5 separate regions of the Mus musculus genome follow, and all the other regions are linked to region 1. Evidence: chromatin contacts called from public HiCAR-type, HiChIP or PLAC-seq and promoter capture Hi-C data. All regions are on one chromosome and are shown on one strand. The core of a region is the stretch at or near the end of the contact, and the rest is flanking DNA. Distances in the headings are between cores, read along the strand shown.

Evidence for each region. Promoter capture Hi-C pulls out the DNA fragments that hold promoters and counts their contacts. HiCAR-type assays count read pairs that join an accessible place to other places. HiChIP or PLAC-seq counts read pairs in DNA pulled down with a chosen protein or histone mark.
Region 2: an H3K27ac HiChIP or PLAC-seq map of extraembryonic endoderm stem cells shows a contact between it and region 1, with 10 times the contacts expected there. The contact joins the promoter of Rsl24d1 here to the promoter of 4933433G15Rik in region 1. A contact is called at or near these places in 1 of 39 promoter capture datasets (hematopoietic stem and progenitor cells) and 2 of 115 datasets of contacts at active chromatin or transcription factors (extraembryonic endoderm stem cells and stem cell-derived neural progenitor cells).
Region 3: a promoter capture Hi-C map of pre-B cells shows a contact between it and region 1, with 5 times the contacts expected there. The contact joins the promoter of Lrrc1 here to the promoter of 4933433G15Rik in region 1. A contact is called at or near these places in 7 of 39 promoter capture datasets (cranial neural crest, frontonasal cranial neural crest, hippocampal neurons and 4 more) and 1 of 115 datasets of contacts at active chromatin or transcription factors (extraembryonic endoderm stem cells).
Region 4: a HiCAR-type map of astrocytes shows a contact between it and region 1, with 5 times the contacts expected there. The contact joins the promoter of Ccpg1 here to the promoter of 4933433G15Rik in region 1. A contact is called at or near these places in 1 of 39 promoter capture datasets (erythroid cells) and 2 of 115 datasets of contacts at active chromatin or transcription factors (astrocytes and embryonic stem cells).
Region 5: a contact with region 1 is called in a promoter capture Hi-C map of cranial neural crest. The contact joins the promoter of Rab27a here to the promoter of 4933433G15Rik in region 1. A contact is called at or near these places in 5 of 39 promoter capture datasets (the HPC-7 cell line, HPC-7-derived erythroid cells, cranial neural crest and 3 more), 2 of 115 datasets of contacts at active chromatin or transcription factors (embryonic stem cells and large pre-B cells) and 1 of 9 other capture datasets (embryonic stem cells).

What each region holds. Positions count from the first base shown.
Region 1 is chr9:75,408,766-75,411,465 of GRCm38.p6, forward strand. 4933433G15Rik (RIKEN cDNA 4933433G15 gene) reads left to right here and starts at 1,419. Exons shown (of 4, transcript NR_040719.1): 1 at 1,419-2,001. It overlaps Mapk6 (mitogen-activated protein kinase 6), which reads right to left and starts at 1,251. Exons shown (of 6, transcript NM_015806.5): 1 at 1,098-1,251.
Region 2 is chr9:73,112,092-73,114,810 of GRCm38.p6, forward strand. Rsl24d1 (ribosomal L24 domain containing 1) reads left to right here and starts at 1,378. Exons shown (of 6, transcript NM_198609.2): 1 at 1,378-1,492. The coding sequence starts at 1,412.
Region 3 is chr9:77,543,415-77,546,114 of GRCm38.p6, forward strand. Lrrc1 (leucine rich repeat containing 1) reads right to left here and starts at 1,438. Exons shown (of 14, transcript NM_001146048.1): 1 at 1,051-1,438. The coding sequence starts at 1,209.
Region 4 is chr9:72,984,128-72,986,860 of GRCm38.p6, forward strand. Ccpg1 (cell cycle progression 1) reads left to right here and starts at 1,377. Exons shown (of 9, transcript NM_001286544.1): 1 at 1,377-1,546. Ccpg1os (cell cycle progression 1, opposite strand) reads right to left here and starts at 1,249. Exons shown (of 2, transcript NM_001198789.1): 1 at 1,014-1,249. The coding sequence starts at 1,040.
Region 5 is chr9:73,043,442-73,046,151 of GRCm38.p6, forward strand. It overlaps Rab27a (RAB27A, member RAS oncogene family), which reads left to right and starts at 1,369. Exons shown (of 6, transcript NM_023635.6): 1 at 1,369-1,570.

The DNA of each region.
Region 1 (2,700 bases), core at 169-2,668:
ACGTCAAAACCCAGAATTTTACCAAAATAAAAACGCTAGAATAATCAACAATTTATTCTGAAGCTAGCTGCTCTTCGTTTGATGGCCTGAGAACGTTTTTATTTCCCCCTCTGACAATCATCTATCTGTATCCATAAAAAGTTAATACTGCCTCCGGACTCTTAGCAACGAACACGAACTGTTTAGATACTGTAAAGAGACCTAACTCCCCTTTACCAAGTCCCTGCGCTCCATCTTTCCTACTTTCAAGTCAAAGAAAGGTAAAACACGAAAGCGATCTAAAGGAGCTTGCTGCACGCAGCTTCCCCAAGGCACCTGAGCCGGAGAGCCAAAGCCAGGCAGGAACAAAAGGCGGCCGAAAGCCCTCCACTCCTCACAACTCCCAAGTCCGATCATAACAAGCTCCAAGTGAGGAGGCCTGTAACCGGTAACGTACGTTTTCATCAGGGTGTTTTTCCGGATCACACCTTAACGTCCGGAAAGGTGTCAGGAGCCCTGTCTCAGGCCGGTCCCCGGCACCTCGTGGACCGCCAGGCACAAACTTGGGCGGACTTAGGGGCAGGAGCAGAGCGCTACGCAACGTGCCGGAGACTTTGCCCGGCCGGAGTCAGCTGAGGCCGAGTCACCCGGGCAGGCTGGGGAGGGGAGGAGACAGGAGAGCTTGAGGGAGGCAGCGAGCCAGGAAGGCAAGCCTCCACCGCCTCAAGCGCTCCTGGACCACCGCCCTCGCCTGCGCGTTGGCGGGGACTCGAACCCGCGGAACCGGGCGCGGGCGGCGGGGACTCGAACCCGCGAAGCGCAGCCCGGTGCAGGCGGCGGGGGCCCGCCAGCTATGCCTGCGGCCGGCTGCCCGGCGAGGGGCGTGCCGGGTGGGAGGGGCGCGCCGGCCGCGCCGCCAGCCCCACGCGGGGACCTGGCCCTCGCAGCCGGCCGCGCCGCCCGGGCTGAGCGGGCACACGGAACAAAAGCGTCTTTGTTGAGCGGCGGCCGCCCGGAGGGTCACACACAATGGACGCGGGAGCCGGCGCCGCCGCCGGGCCCTCTGCCGCTCCCTCCCGCGCCGGCCCGCACCCGGCCACACACACATACACACTCACGGGACTTCTCCGACTCATCGACAGAGTGCAGGGCCCGCGGACAGCCCTCAAGGTCGGCTCAGGTCTCCGGCTGTGCTGGCGGCAGCGGCGTTTCCGAGGCTCTCGCTTTGCCGCAGTCGCCGCCATGTAACCCCGACCCGCCAGAGAGGGCGCGGAGAGAAGGCGGGGCCTCGCAGAGGCACGCCCCCTCACGTCACAGGCTCACTCCACGGCGGCCCCGCCCCCGCCAGCCGGGGAGCCGCACGCGCCGGAATTTCCAACGCCCGTGACTGCGCGCGCCGCGGGGGCGGTCGGAGCTGCACGCGGCCTGCTGGCGGGTACACCCCGGCCTCAGCTGAACCACCGCCCAGAGTGTCGTACCAAGTGACCCGACAGGGCGAGCGTCTGAACGGCTGCTGGGTCCCGTGCTGTCGGGAGGAAGTGGGCGAAGGCGAATATGCTAGGCCAGATTGTTGAGCAGATAAGCTCAGGGTGGTGTTGGGAAGGCCCCTGGGATCGGTCCCCGGGGTCCGTTGGCTGCTTCTAGAAGCATCCGCGGTAACCAGGGAGGTGAATGAGTGAGGGGTCCTGGGAAAACTGAGCAAAAGCTCAGTCAGCAGGGTGGCTGGCTTGTTGAGATCGCTGAGACCAGCCAGAGTTTGACATAGGCGTGCTGAGAAAGGTAGATAGCTGCCCTTCCAGTGCTTAGATGAAATTTAAGTATTTAGGAACTTAGATATAAAAAGCACAGGGTTTGCCTGGGAGTAGTGGCACATGAGTTAACTAGTCTATGTAGTGCCAGGACAGCCTATGCTATATAATAGACCCTGTCTCAAAAGGCTGGGAGAGCTTGTTGTTGTACCCCTGTGATCCCTGTCTTGGAGACCAGAAGGATTAGAAGATACAGTTAATCCTTGGCTGCATAGTGAGTTCAAAGCCAGCCCAGACTACTGAGACCCCGCCTCACAAAAAAGAAAAATGAGAGGTTCGGTTAGCCCTTTCTATCAGTGGTAATTGACCATCCTAAAGAAAATATGGCCACTGCAGTCCATGATCCACTGTAAGCAGCAAACCCCTTTCAGAGATGACACAGTCACTTGAAGTTAAGAGCTTGAGAGGAGCTTCAATGTTTCCTAATACAGAGATACATTAAAATATATGCTTTGTGAGACAGCATCTCTCTATAACTCAGCCTGCCCTAGCACACCTAATCTCCCTGCCTTAGCTTCCCCAGAGCTTGGATTATAGGCTTAGGCAGCTGAGCCCAGCTCTATTATATTTAAAGCAATACCATCTGAATACCAGGAGAAGAGCAGTAATGCCTACAGAAAGCGAGATTTACAGCTGTTGAGTGCAGCCGGCACTGTGAAGTTCTGCTCCACCGACCCACTCTGTCCTCCCTCTAGTTCCTCCTGATGGACTCTGGGACCTCCATCTTCCTCTAATGGCTGGACCCCCCGGGGTGGTGGTGGTGGTGAGCATAAATAGCAAGCCGTATGCTTTCTCTCAGAAAGTTTATAATGCATCTCTGCTGACTTCCATTAAAGCCAGCCATATTGCTTTATAGGAGTCAAAGGAGTCCACGATGTTAAGTGTTTGTGGAATCTTAAAAGAGAGGTCAGGG
Region 2 (2,719 bases), core at 128-2,627, 2.3 Mb before region 1:
TCCTTTTTTAAAAAAAGATTTATTTATTATTATTATATGTAAGTACACTGTAGCTGTCTTCAGACACACCAGAAGAGAGTGTCAGATCTCATTAGGGATGGTTGTGAGCCACCATGTGGTTGCTGGGACTTGAACTCAGATCTTTGGAAGAGCAATCAGTGCTCTTAACCGCTGAGCCATCTCTCCAGCTCCCACCCCTCCCCTTTAAAATATTTTATTTTTATTTTCACGTGCATTGGTATTTTGCCTATAAGTCCTCTGGACCCAGGTCCTCTGGAAGAGCAGTGCTCATCACTTCAGCCCCTCTCCTTTAAAATTTATTTTATATGTGTAGGAAGTTTGGTTACATATATGTCAGTGTACTGTGTGTATGTATGCCCGGTGCCTGTGGAGGCCAGAAGAGGGCATCAGATCCCTTGGAACTGGAGTTACAGATGGTTGTGAACTGTCATGTGAGTTCTGGGAATCAAATCTGGGTCCTCTGGAAGAACAACCAGTGCTCTTAACCCTAGAGCCATCTCTCCAGCACCTGGTAGCACACCCCTTTAATCCCAGTACTAAGGAGGCAGAGGTAGGGAGATCTCTTATTAGATCGAGTCCAGCTTGGTTTACATAGCCAGTTCCAGATTACACAAAACGAGACCCTCTGCCAAAATACAAAATCAGTTAAGCATCCCTTGGACCCACATGGTGAGAGGAAAGAACCAACTCGTCCAAGCTGTCCTGACTTTGAGTAGGTTGCTCTCCTAAGACCAGGGTGGAAGTTTTTTTTTTTTTTTTTAATTTTATTTTGTTTTATTATATGTAAGTACACTGTAGTTGTCTTCATTCACTCCAGAAGAGGGAGTCAGATCTCTTTAGGGATGGTTGTGAGCCACCATGTGTTGCTGGGATTTGAACTTCAGACCTTCAGAAGAGCAGTTGGGTGCTCTTACCCACTGAGCCATCTCACCAGCCCCGGGTGGAAGGTTTTAGTTGTGTACTCCTGCCAAGTCCTTTGGGGAAGACAAGCCTGGAGTAAAGCAGACTTTGGTACAATCCGGTGTGGGGGAGCGTGCCCGTGGCAAAGCACAAGCACCGCAATAGCGCTATGGAATGAGTATACCGGGAAAAATTCCAAAGCGCCCGTACGGTAGATCTCACAGAACCAAAAAGTCAAACTCCCAGATGCAGTCTATAGCCTCTGCGTCTGCGCGGGACGCTGCTGCTGCTGCTGCTGCTGCTGCTGCTGCTGCTGCTGCTGCTGCTGCTGCGCACACGCGGGTCAGGTGGTGCCTTTACCTTCAGCTCATTCATATTCTAAGATACCATTTCCGGGTCGGGTCAGGGACTCGCTTCCGGCGACTAGGAAGTGACGTACCACTTCCTCTCCAGCTCCGCGTCCCGAAGGTGGGTCCCACGCGGGGTCAACATGAGGATCGAAAAGTGTTATTTCTGCTCCGGGCCGATCTACCCGGGGCACGGCATGATGTTCGTCCGCAACGATTGCAAGGTGAGGCGGCCGTGGCCCGCACGCTCCGGACGGCTCGGGGACTGGAGCGCGCTCTGCTCGCGCCGGGTTCTGAACGCCGTGGAGTGGCCTGGGCTGGACCCGGCGTCGGTTCACTGCCGGCGAGGTCTCCTCGTTGCTGTCAGACGCTCATCTCATCCGCAGGCCACCCGGCTTGCCGCAGGGTCAGGAAGTCGGTCGAATTAATGCTTAAGGAGGCTCATGCTCTCGTACAGTGGGAGGTGGGGTTGTCTGTAGCGGTTAATGGACATGGTGCCTGAGCCTTATAGACTTTTGCATTGTTGCTGGAGATGAGCTAGGAGAAAGACAGCATGGGGGTTCTTTGGGGGGGATTAACTGGCTACTTCGGCAGCCTTCACTATCCCACTTCTTGAAGGTTCTCACGGAATGAAGTATGTAAGCAAAAGCATTATGATTTGTGCCGCATGCACAGGCTTTCTTAGTTTAGGTTTCTGTTTCTGAGCGGGTCACACATTTTAGTTACCATACTCAGCTTTCTTTGCTAGCGCCCAGTAACCTCAAAGGCTTACTTTTTATGTTGCTTCCAGTGACACACAGAAATTGCATTATTAATTATTTTTGGTTTTTCGAGACAGGGTTTGGTTTTTCTGTATAGCTCTGGCTGTCCTGGAACTCACTCTGTAGACCAGGCTCAGAAATCCGCCTGCCTCTTGTCTCTCCCAAGAGCTGGGATTAAAGGCGTGCGCCACCACTGCCAGGCTCCAGATAGCGTTTTGTTGTTGTTGTTGTTTTTTGTTTGTTTGTTTGTTTTGTTTTTTTGTTTTTTTTTGTTTTTTTTTTCCGAGACAGGGTTTCTCTGCATAGCCCTGGCTGTCCTGGGACTCACTTTGTAGACCAGGCTGGCCTCGAACTCAGAAATCCGCCTGCCTCTGCCTCCCAAGTGCTGGGGATTAAAGGCGTGCGCCACCACGCCCGGCTGAGAAGGTCTTTAAGGAGCTTTTTCTTAGACTATTCCTTCACTTAAGGCCAGTGTAAGGTATTATTCTCTAAAGTGATTAGTGATGGTTTCCGGGTGCTTAGCCTGGTAGAGATGATGTCGGACACCCATCAAACACTTGAGTGTCCTTCTGTTCTGATGTCGCATGTGATTCTAGGTGTTGTCCTTAGTTCTTATGTGAGTGTCTTTTTTTTTTTTGCTTTACAGTAGTTTTTTGTTTGTTTGCTTTTTCTTTTTGGTTGGCTGGGGGG
Region 3 (2,700 bases), core at 188-2,687, 2.1 Mb after region 1:
TCATCAGCGGTAACAAAGGACAAACAAGGTACTTGCATTCCGAGGCTCGGGCCTTTAGGCTCTCTCCGGGCCTCCCAGCGGACTTCCATTTCCTGCACCTCTGGATTGCCACTGGCTTACTTCCTCCTTACACCTGGGTAAAGGATGCGTCCTCCTTAACAGTTAAAGCTAGAATCCCGAGGCAAATTCAAGGGTTAAAAGTTCAGCGTCTAACCCCAGCAGGGCCTAGAAGCACAATCAGTATCTGTCACAGGCCAAGTTCGGTGCGGCAGATGATTAATTTTCATAAACAACTCTGAAAAGATATGGCATTAGTGATAGGACAGACCCAAGCAAGCTCTGTGGTGGCGGAAAGGCAGCAAGCAGGGCTGACTCGCAGCGGGAGCCACTACACACGTTCATCGCAGTTCCAACCACGCAACAGGTCCACGCACGCAGTGCACCAGCGGCGGGAACCTGGGCACCTGCAGCAGTTCTCCTCCTGCCCAGCACCCCAATGCGGCCACGGGGCTACCGAAGCGGACCAAGCGCCATCTCTCCAGGGCATAGCCCACAGAGATAAGGCCCGGAGCACATTCCTTACAGATGCCAAGATATACTAAAGCTTACTTTCGCGCTGCTGGGTCCCCACATCCTCTGGGACCTGCGTTAGCCCAAAATGAGGAGCTCCAAGCCACTAGCTGGAGAATTGGCTGCTAGCCGATCGCCCCGGGGCGTGATGGGGCGCATGGTCGCCCCCAGCTGGGAACAGTGTGAGCTACCTGGCTTCTCACCTAACCGGCATTAGTTCCCAGACGTGGATCTAAGCCACTTAGTGGACCAGAACGTTTCTCCACTAGCCATGTAACTACTTGTTAAATACCAAGTCTTTCGGTATAAATGAAAAACAACTTTTATTGGAGGATGGGTTTAATCGGGAAGCAGGGGAGGGGGGCACAGGGAGGGCTGAGGGCAGTAGTGGGACCCCGCTGGCCAGAGTCTCCCAGAGCGAAGCAGTCAGCGGAGGAGCGCACGGACCCGGCCACCGCGCCAGGTGAGGCGGGCACTCACCTCGGGGAGCTCCCGGAGCTGGTTGGCGTCCAGCAGCAGCTCCTCCAGGCTGCGGGCATAGCGGTAGATCTCCTCGGGGACGTAGACCAGCGAGCAGTGGCGCTTGTCGATGGCCTCCACATGACGGTTGCACCGCCACAGGGGAATGCAGTGGAACATCGCCGCCTCCACCACCAGAGCCGTGTCCCGCCGAGCCGCGGAGCCCGGGGCTCGGAGCCCGCTCCGCCCGGCCGCCCCGCTGCTCCCCGCCCGCCGCCCGCTCCAAGCTCGTTGCTGGCTCCAAGCTCGCTCGCGCCTCGCAAGGACTCCACCGTCCCGAACGTTCTGAGGAAGCCGCGGGAACCCTCGCCGCGTCCCGCGCCTTCGCCACAGTCGCGAGCGTCCCCTCCCACCGCCCCCTCCGCCGCGCTCCGCTTCCTACTCGCGGCCGCCGCGCACTGGGCATGCGCACTCGGCGGCACGCAGAGGGCGTGTCCCGGCCGGGGATGCTCCGCTCCGGGTTTTCCTGGAGACCCGGCTCCCGGGAGGGTCGGGAGACGGTGCTCCTGCGGTCCTCTCCTCCGCGGGGAGTCGCACAGTGTGCGATTCTGGAGGGAGCCGCGCCCCAAAAAGCTCCTAAGGAGGGCAGGGACCGAAGGCCAGAAGGAGCAGAACAACTTCGGAGTTTTCATTTTACTCACCGTGCTTTTTTTTTTCTTGCTCCCCTTCCCCAAAACAACTTTCTCTTCCGGGGTCAGGAAGTACCGCCCCGCCGAGTACCTTGAGCGCGGGGTAATGAAGGAGTCGGTTCTGGCTTTCCGACACCCCCTCCTCCTAACCCCCGTTTGTGCCCTGTGTCTGCGCACACTCGCTGGCAGGCCCTACGACCTGAGAGCATCTTTGGTGAGCAGGACTTATCTGAGATGTACGTGTCACCAACTTCCTGGTGCCAACAAAAGCATGGATGTCCGTCTTCAAAAATCTTCTAAAAGATGCTCCGAGAAGAAAGGAGATGGCAAAGGTGCGCTTCAGCATTAGCTCCACCTTAGCCAGATGTGCTTTGGGGGCTAACCTGGGCTGAGGTACAGAAAGCACTGGTGCAGGAAGGCAGATGAACCTCCAATAGCTGGCTCCTGTATTTCTTCAACAGCACCCTGCGTCTTACAAAGGGGAGATTGCAACCCACGCTGTAGTTTGGGGCGGGGAGCCCCAAATTTCTTCCTTTGCTCCTCAGAGGTTCCCGTTACCACAGCCAGACATTTGAACCCCTTTTCTTCTGTTTTCAGAGTCAACGATACAAACTAACCAAACTCACTCCACATGAACAGTTGATGACTCCGTTTTAGGCCAAATACAATAGCTAATAGACTGTTTTAAGAGTCTTCTCTGACTCCCCACCCAGCAAAGGAAGCCTTATGCTCCCTCAGCTCAAATCTGGAGTCACCAACATCACAATATGCAGAAGATTGAAAATTGAGCTTGCTTAGTAACCAAGGCAGAGTTTGCTCTGAAACTTTTTTTCATTGTCTCTTCAGTATTTTTAACTGCACAGGGCACTTGCCCAGGGGGAGAGGGGGAGAGATACATAAAGGTTTCGTCTCTATCAGGAGGATCTCTTGTCTTGATTGATGAAGGAGGAAATTTGACCTGTTTTTACCTCAGGATTATCAC
Region 4 (2,733 bases), core at 127-2,626, 2.4 Mb before region 1:
CAATAAATTCTTTTACTATATAGAGACTATCCATAGGTTCTGTGACTCTAGAGAACCCTGACTAACACAATCACCTTCAGGTCTAGATTTAATGATTTTAAAAAGTCACTTCAATAATCCAAGTCACCAGGTGTCTTATCTACACCAAGTCATGGGGGACCGTGCTATCTCGTCTACAGCTCATAAGTAATCAAAGTAAGTACCACTTTACAAACCCACTCACTGTAAAGCCAGCTTTGTTATTTAAATTTTCGCCTGTTCACCAAGTTGGAAGAGCAGAGTGTAGTAGCATAGGCCTGTAATCCTAACACTTGGGAAATAAAGGCAAGGGGTTCTGGAATTCAGTGCCAGCTACACAAAGAATTTAAAGTCAGCCCGAGTTACTCTGAGAAGCTCTGTCTCAAAAAAAACCCACCACCCAGAACTCCCCTCTCACCCAAACAAAAACGAGGGGTTAGGGATCTACCTCCTTTGTAGAGGGCTTTCTTAGCTTGTGTGAGGCTTGAGGTTCAATCCCTAGTTACAGCAACACAAATATCAGATCTAAATGTGAACTAGCTTTTGCCCAACATCAGCTTGTTGAATGGTTTCCTTTACTGTTTACTCACTAGACAGGTAGGGGACAGAGGAACGGTAACTTCCCTCTGGGGTGAGTGCACTCCTATTCACCCTCTTCCATCCTTTTAGACTAGGCATACTCTAAGTGACAAAAACATGAAGGTTCTAGGGCTGGGAGGTGTAGTTCAGTAGAACAGAGATTACCTACCATGCACAAGTCCCTGAGTTCGATCCCCACGACTGCAAATAGATAATGCAAAACAAAAACCATCCTGGACAAAAGATCATTTGTAGTGAGGTGCCTCCTATACACCTTCAGAGTAATTACTTTGTGGATCGTGCATTTAAACTTGTAAATATAACAGCTTGGTGACTAGTGAGTGGGAGTAGATGGTGCCTCAAACACTATTATGAATTCGACTTTCAAAAGCATCTAGCTCTCTGCCCAAACCCACCAAGTCGCAGTCTGTCTCTCTCGCCATCTTAATCTCTTCGGCAAAAGCAACTCTTTCCTGATAGCGAGAAGTCTGGCGAAGGCGTAGGGCCCAGTCTTCTTACAGAACCGACGGAAAGCAACAGCAAGACGATCGGAGTCCCGTAAACTACAATTTCTGGGGAGGAAGACGGTGGGTGGAAACCCTCCGTCTTCCAGTGTGGCAGCCCGTCTCCGTGGCAACCGGCTGCAGGCGTGGGAGCCCGGATGTTGTGGAGATCCGCAGTCGCTCCGCCCAGCTTCCGGTAGCCTCAGGGGTGCGGGCCGTACGCATCTTCGGGAGTCGTAGTTCTTTTTGCTCGCCGCGAGCTGGCAGGAGACGTAGGAGGAACTTCAAGTCCCAGCATGCCTTGCTGCGCCGCGCCTGCCACCGCTTCCCCGCTGCGGACGCCTGCGAGCAGGTTGTTGTTTTTATGAGGCGTCACTGGCGTCTGGAGCGCGGACGCCGCCACGGTGACAGCTGGCGCGGTCGGGCGGAAGAGGCGCTGTCTTCGGGTAAGACCCTGGGGCGCAGGTCGGGCTGATGGGGCGGCCGCGGGCTGCAACTCGTACCTTCGGGCGCAGCGCCGGGAGGCTTTCTCCTGGTGGATGCCTTGGTCCTCGGGCGACCTCGGGCGGAGGGCGCGACCTGGCAGGTGTTAGGCGCGGGCTCGCAGGCTGCAGCCCCGCGAGCTCGGAGCTGGGCGCCCCGGGATTCAGGTGCAGCTGCATCCGTATGCTGAGATGCCGCGTGCGTCACTCTGAGCCGGCTCGGAGGTCCCAGGTGTCAGGAATAGAAAAGTGTGCACCCCAGAAGTATACTCCTATTCAGCCCCGAAGCCTGTTCTCCGCCCGTTCTTCACGCTTCCCCTCCGGGTCCTTACCAGCGTTTGTTAGGCTGACGGCTTGTCCTAAGTAGCAGCTGCGCGTGTGTCGTTTGTGTTTACCTCTCATTTATCCCAACTCTGCCAGGGGCAGCGCCCGAGTTCTAGACCGCAACCAGCTGGGGTGTTTTCCTTAAGGGTGAACCATCATGCACTGCCCTCTCCCACTTTTGCTTTATTGGCTGTATGGGGCTGCTTGTCCCTAGAAAGGGCAACCAGTTGGTTATTCTCAGTTAGGGGTGCTATGAGACCTTTCCAGCAAGGTCACATAATGTTTGAAATGTCAGCACTAACTATCTTAAAGACCCAATATTTTTTCTTTCGCCTTTTTTTTTTTTTTTTGGAGTGGGTGGATTGGGTTTTTTTGGTTTGTTTGTTTTTGTTTTTTGAGGTAGGGTTTCTCTGTGTATCTCCACCTATCCTAAAACTTGCACTGTAGTCCAAGCTGACCTCCAACTCAGAAATCCGTTTGCCTCTGCCTTCTGAGTCCACCGACTAACTTTAAGATCCCAATCTTAATAGGTCTTAGATTTCTCAGGGGATATTTATCATGTATAACTGGTGTGAGTAGTTTGCTATTCTGACAAGCTCAAGTCACAGGGGAACTGAGAAGGTTGTTAAGGGTGAGTTAATGCTTTTGGCTTTTTTTTCTTGCTGTGTATCTCTGGCTGTCCTGATACTAATATATCCCAGGCTAGACCTGGGAGTTCTCTTGCCTAAGCGTCCTAGGCACTGTGATCGTAGTTGGGTACCATGGAGCCTGCTGTAAATGCTGTTTTAACCCTGTTACACCAAAGTTGAAATTCCAGTTAAAGGTGG
Region 5 (2,710 bases), core at 119-2,618, 2.4 Mb before region 1:
GAAAGCTGGTACCTTTTTTTTTTTTTTTTTTTTTTTTTGGTTTTTTGAGACAGGGTTTCTCTGTGTAGCCCTCGCTGTCTGGGAACTCACTCTGTAGACCAGGCTAGCCTCGAACTCAGAAATCCACCTGTCTTGGCCTCTAGTGATAGCTCCTTGAGAGCTAGTGCCAGAGCCGGGTGGTGGTGACGTCGGCACACGCCTTTAATCCCAGCACTCGGGAGGAGGCAGAGGCAGACGGATTTCTGAGTTCAAGGCCAGCCTGGTCTACAGAGTGAGTTCCAGGACAGCCAGGGCTACACAGAAAAACCCTGTCTCGAAAAACCAAAAAGAAAAAAAAAAAAAGAGCTAGTGCCTGAAGGAAGATGGTTGCCTTGCTTTTCCTGGGGAGGGTATTTCTCTTCAGCCCTGATGGAATGATAGAAAAGATTCTGTACCGGTCCAGTTTATTGGGGTTGCTTACAAGCGTGGGTGACTCCAGTAGCTGCCATCTACAGATTGAGAAACTGCACTGTGGTGCAGTCCTAGTAGCTACAGACAGGAGGGGTGACTGGGTGTGCAGGTGGGTGGGACAGCTGGACCGCGGAGTTTGTGGTGGCAGGCCCTAGGGATGAATGAAACTGCATGGACAGAACTTAGCCCAGTCTTCCTTCTCAGCATTTTGCTTGTCTTGGAAGTGGAATTCTGAAAGCAACAGGGCAGGCCCAAAGGCCAGTGTGAAGCGCAGAACCACCTTTGGACGGATTTGGCTAATGTCCTCCATCCCCAGGTTGAGACCCAGACTGCTCACAGAAAACCCTAGGCATCGGTAGAAGGCCACTAGGAGGCAGCAGAGGGTCATAGGCTGCTCCGGACCCTGCCGGGTCTTAGCATGTTATGCCACCCCATAATTTCCCTCTTACTGTGCAGTAACTGCCTGCCCTAACAGTGTTTTAGGACTTCAGGGTGAGTGTAATCCGAGTTAGACTGTGTGCATGTAGACTCCGCTGGCCATTGCCTTCCAGAATAGTGTTTATTTTCTTCTGACTGAATCTTACCTATTTTTCTCATCATCGAGTCCAGGAACCCCAGTAGGCCATGCCCAAGCTGTCTCCAGGGAGGATGCACAGCCATGAAAAAGCTTTTAGGACAGACCTTTGGAGTCTCCAGGGCACGCCTCGCCTTACCCGGATCCTGGGGCAATTTGAGCTTTTTGTGAATGGCTCTCTTGGTCTCAAGGAAAACCACCCTCTGTGGTTCTCACACCTTTCAGAAGGGGCGAGGAGACCCGATCCGTGCCAGGCGAGGCGAGCAGTCGTTTCTGTGGCTGGGGGCCTGCGGGCAGGTGACAGGAGGCGGAGGTGGAGGCCGCTCAGGACCCGCCCCCACCGCGCTCTCCTCTACGGGAAGTGATGTGGGGCCAGACGGAAAATAGCGCCAAGCACCCAAAAAAGGCCAGTCGCACGGGGTCCCGAGCTCCATTTGGAAGGGAGTACCTAAGGGATAGAGCACAGCGAGGACGCGGCACGTTGGGAATCTAGCACTGCAGGGACGCAACACCGCAGGGACAGCACCGGACAGAGCACCAAACCGGGTGAGCACTCAGCGTTCTGGGCGCGCTGCAGATTGCAGGCGAGCAAGTCAGCCCTAGGGCAACCAGGGGACAGATCTTCGGAATGGATGCTGGTTTTCTGGAGTTCCAGGGGCTGAAGGTTATCCCGGGTGGCATCTAGGTGCCAAAATCCCTTTAATGAGGGGAAGAGAAATAGGTCTGCCCATCCCTCTGTCCTTCCCTCACTTCGGTTTTAGAAGTCTTTGACTTTAAAGTCTTTAGAGTCCTGCTGCTTTCAGGTGAGAAAGGGCTCTGCCTTTTCCTGTCATTCAGAGAACCCAGCTGGTCAGCCTGGTCTTAGAGTCACCCTATCGGAGGTAGAATTGATGGATGACATATTTTGGTCACTTTGCCAAGACCGGGTCTCTGGCCCAGTAGCTGGGTACCGATTTGGAAAGCCAGCTCTGTAATGTAGGAGATCTTGAGGCGTCTCAGCAGCCCCCCTGGCCTTTGCATCTTGCTGTTGTCTGGAGTATTCCCCTAGGCTTCTCTTTCAAGCCCAAGGGCTAACAGCTGTTCTGCCTTAGCTGTTCAGCCCAGCCGGGTGAGGAAGGCAGGAGACATTTCGTATTCTTTAAAGCTCCCTGTAGAGTGGAACCGGTATGGGAAAAGTAATCCCTGCATTTGGAAGGTGGACAGAGAAGGATCCAGGGTTCAAGGTCAGCCTTTGCTACATAGTGTGTGCTTGAAACCAGCCTGGGTTACAGGAGACTCTTTCTCAAAAAACAAACACCAAAAAGAAAGGAAGGGGGGGTATTCAGAAATGCTAAGCGCGCCTGAATGGGAGCTGCCTTCTTATTTTACCTTGGTCTTCCCCCCCACCCCAACACCTTTCCGTTTCCTCTCCACAGTGTGTCTTATTTGTCGTTGTTGTTGTTGTTGTTTGTTTATTTCTGACGTCACCCCGCCCCACCCCCTCCCTTGCCACCTTTTACGAGTTTTTTTGGCTGTGCAGAAGAGTCCCTTGTATCTCTGTGTGGAATTTACGGTCAGCTTCTCAATTCTGTGGCCTTGGCTTTAGAGCACGCACAGGCATTTTGAAGAGGGAAGCCGCCTTTGGGAACCAGACTTTTAACTTCCTTTCCTGATACCTGTTTCCCCATCTTAGTAAAGAAATTCCAC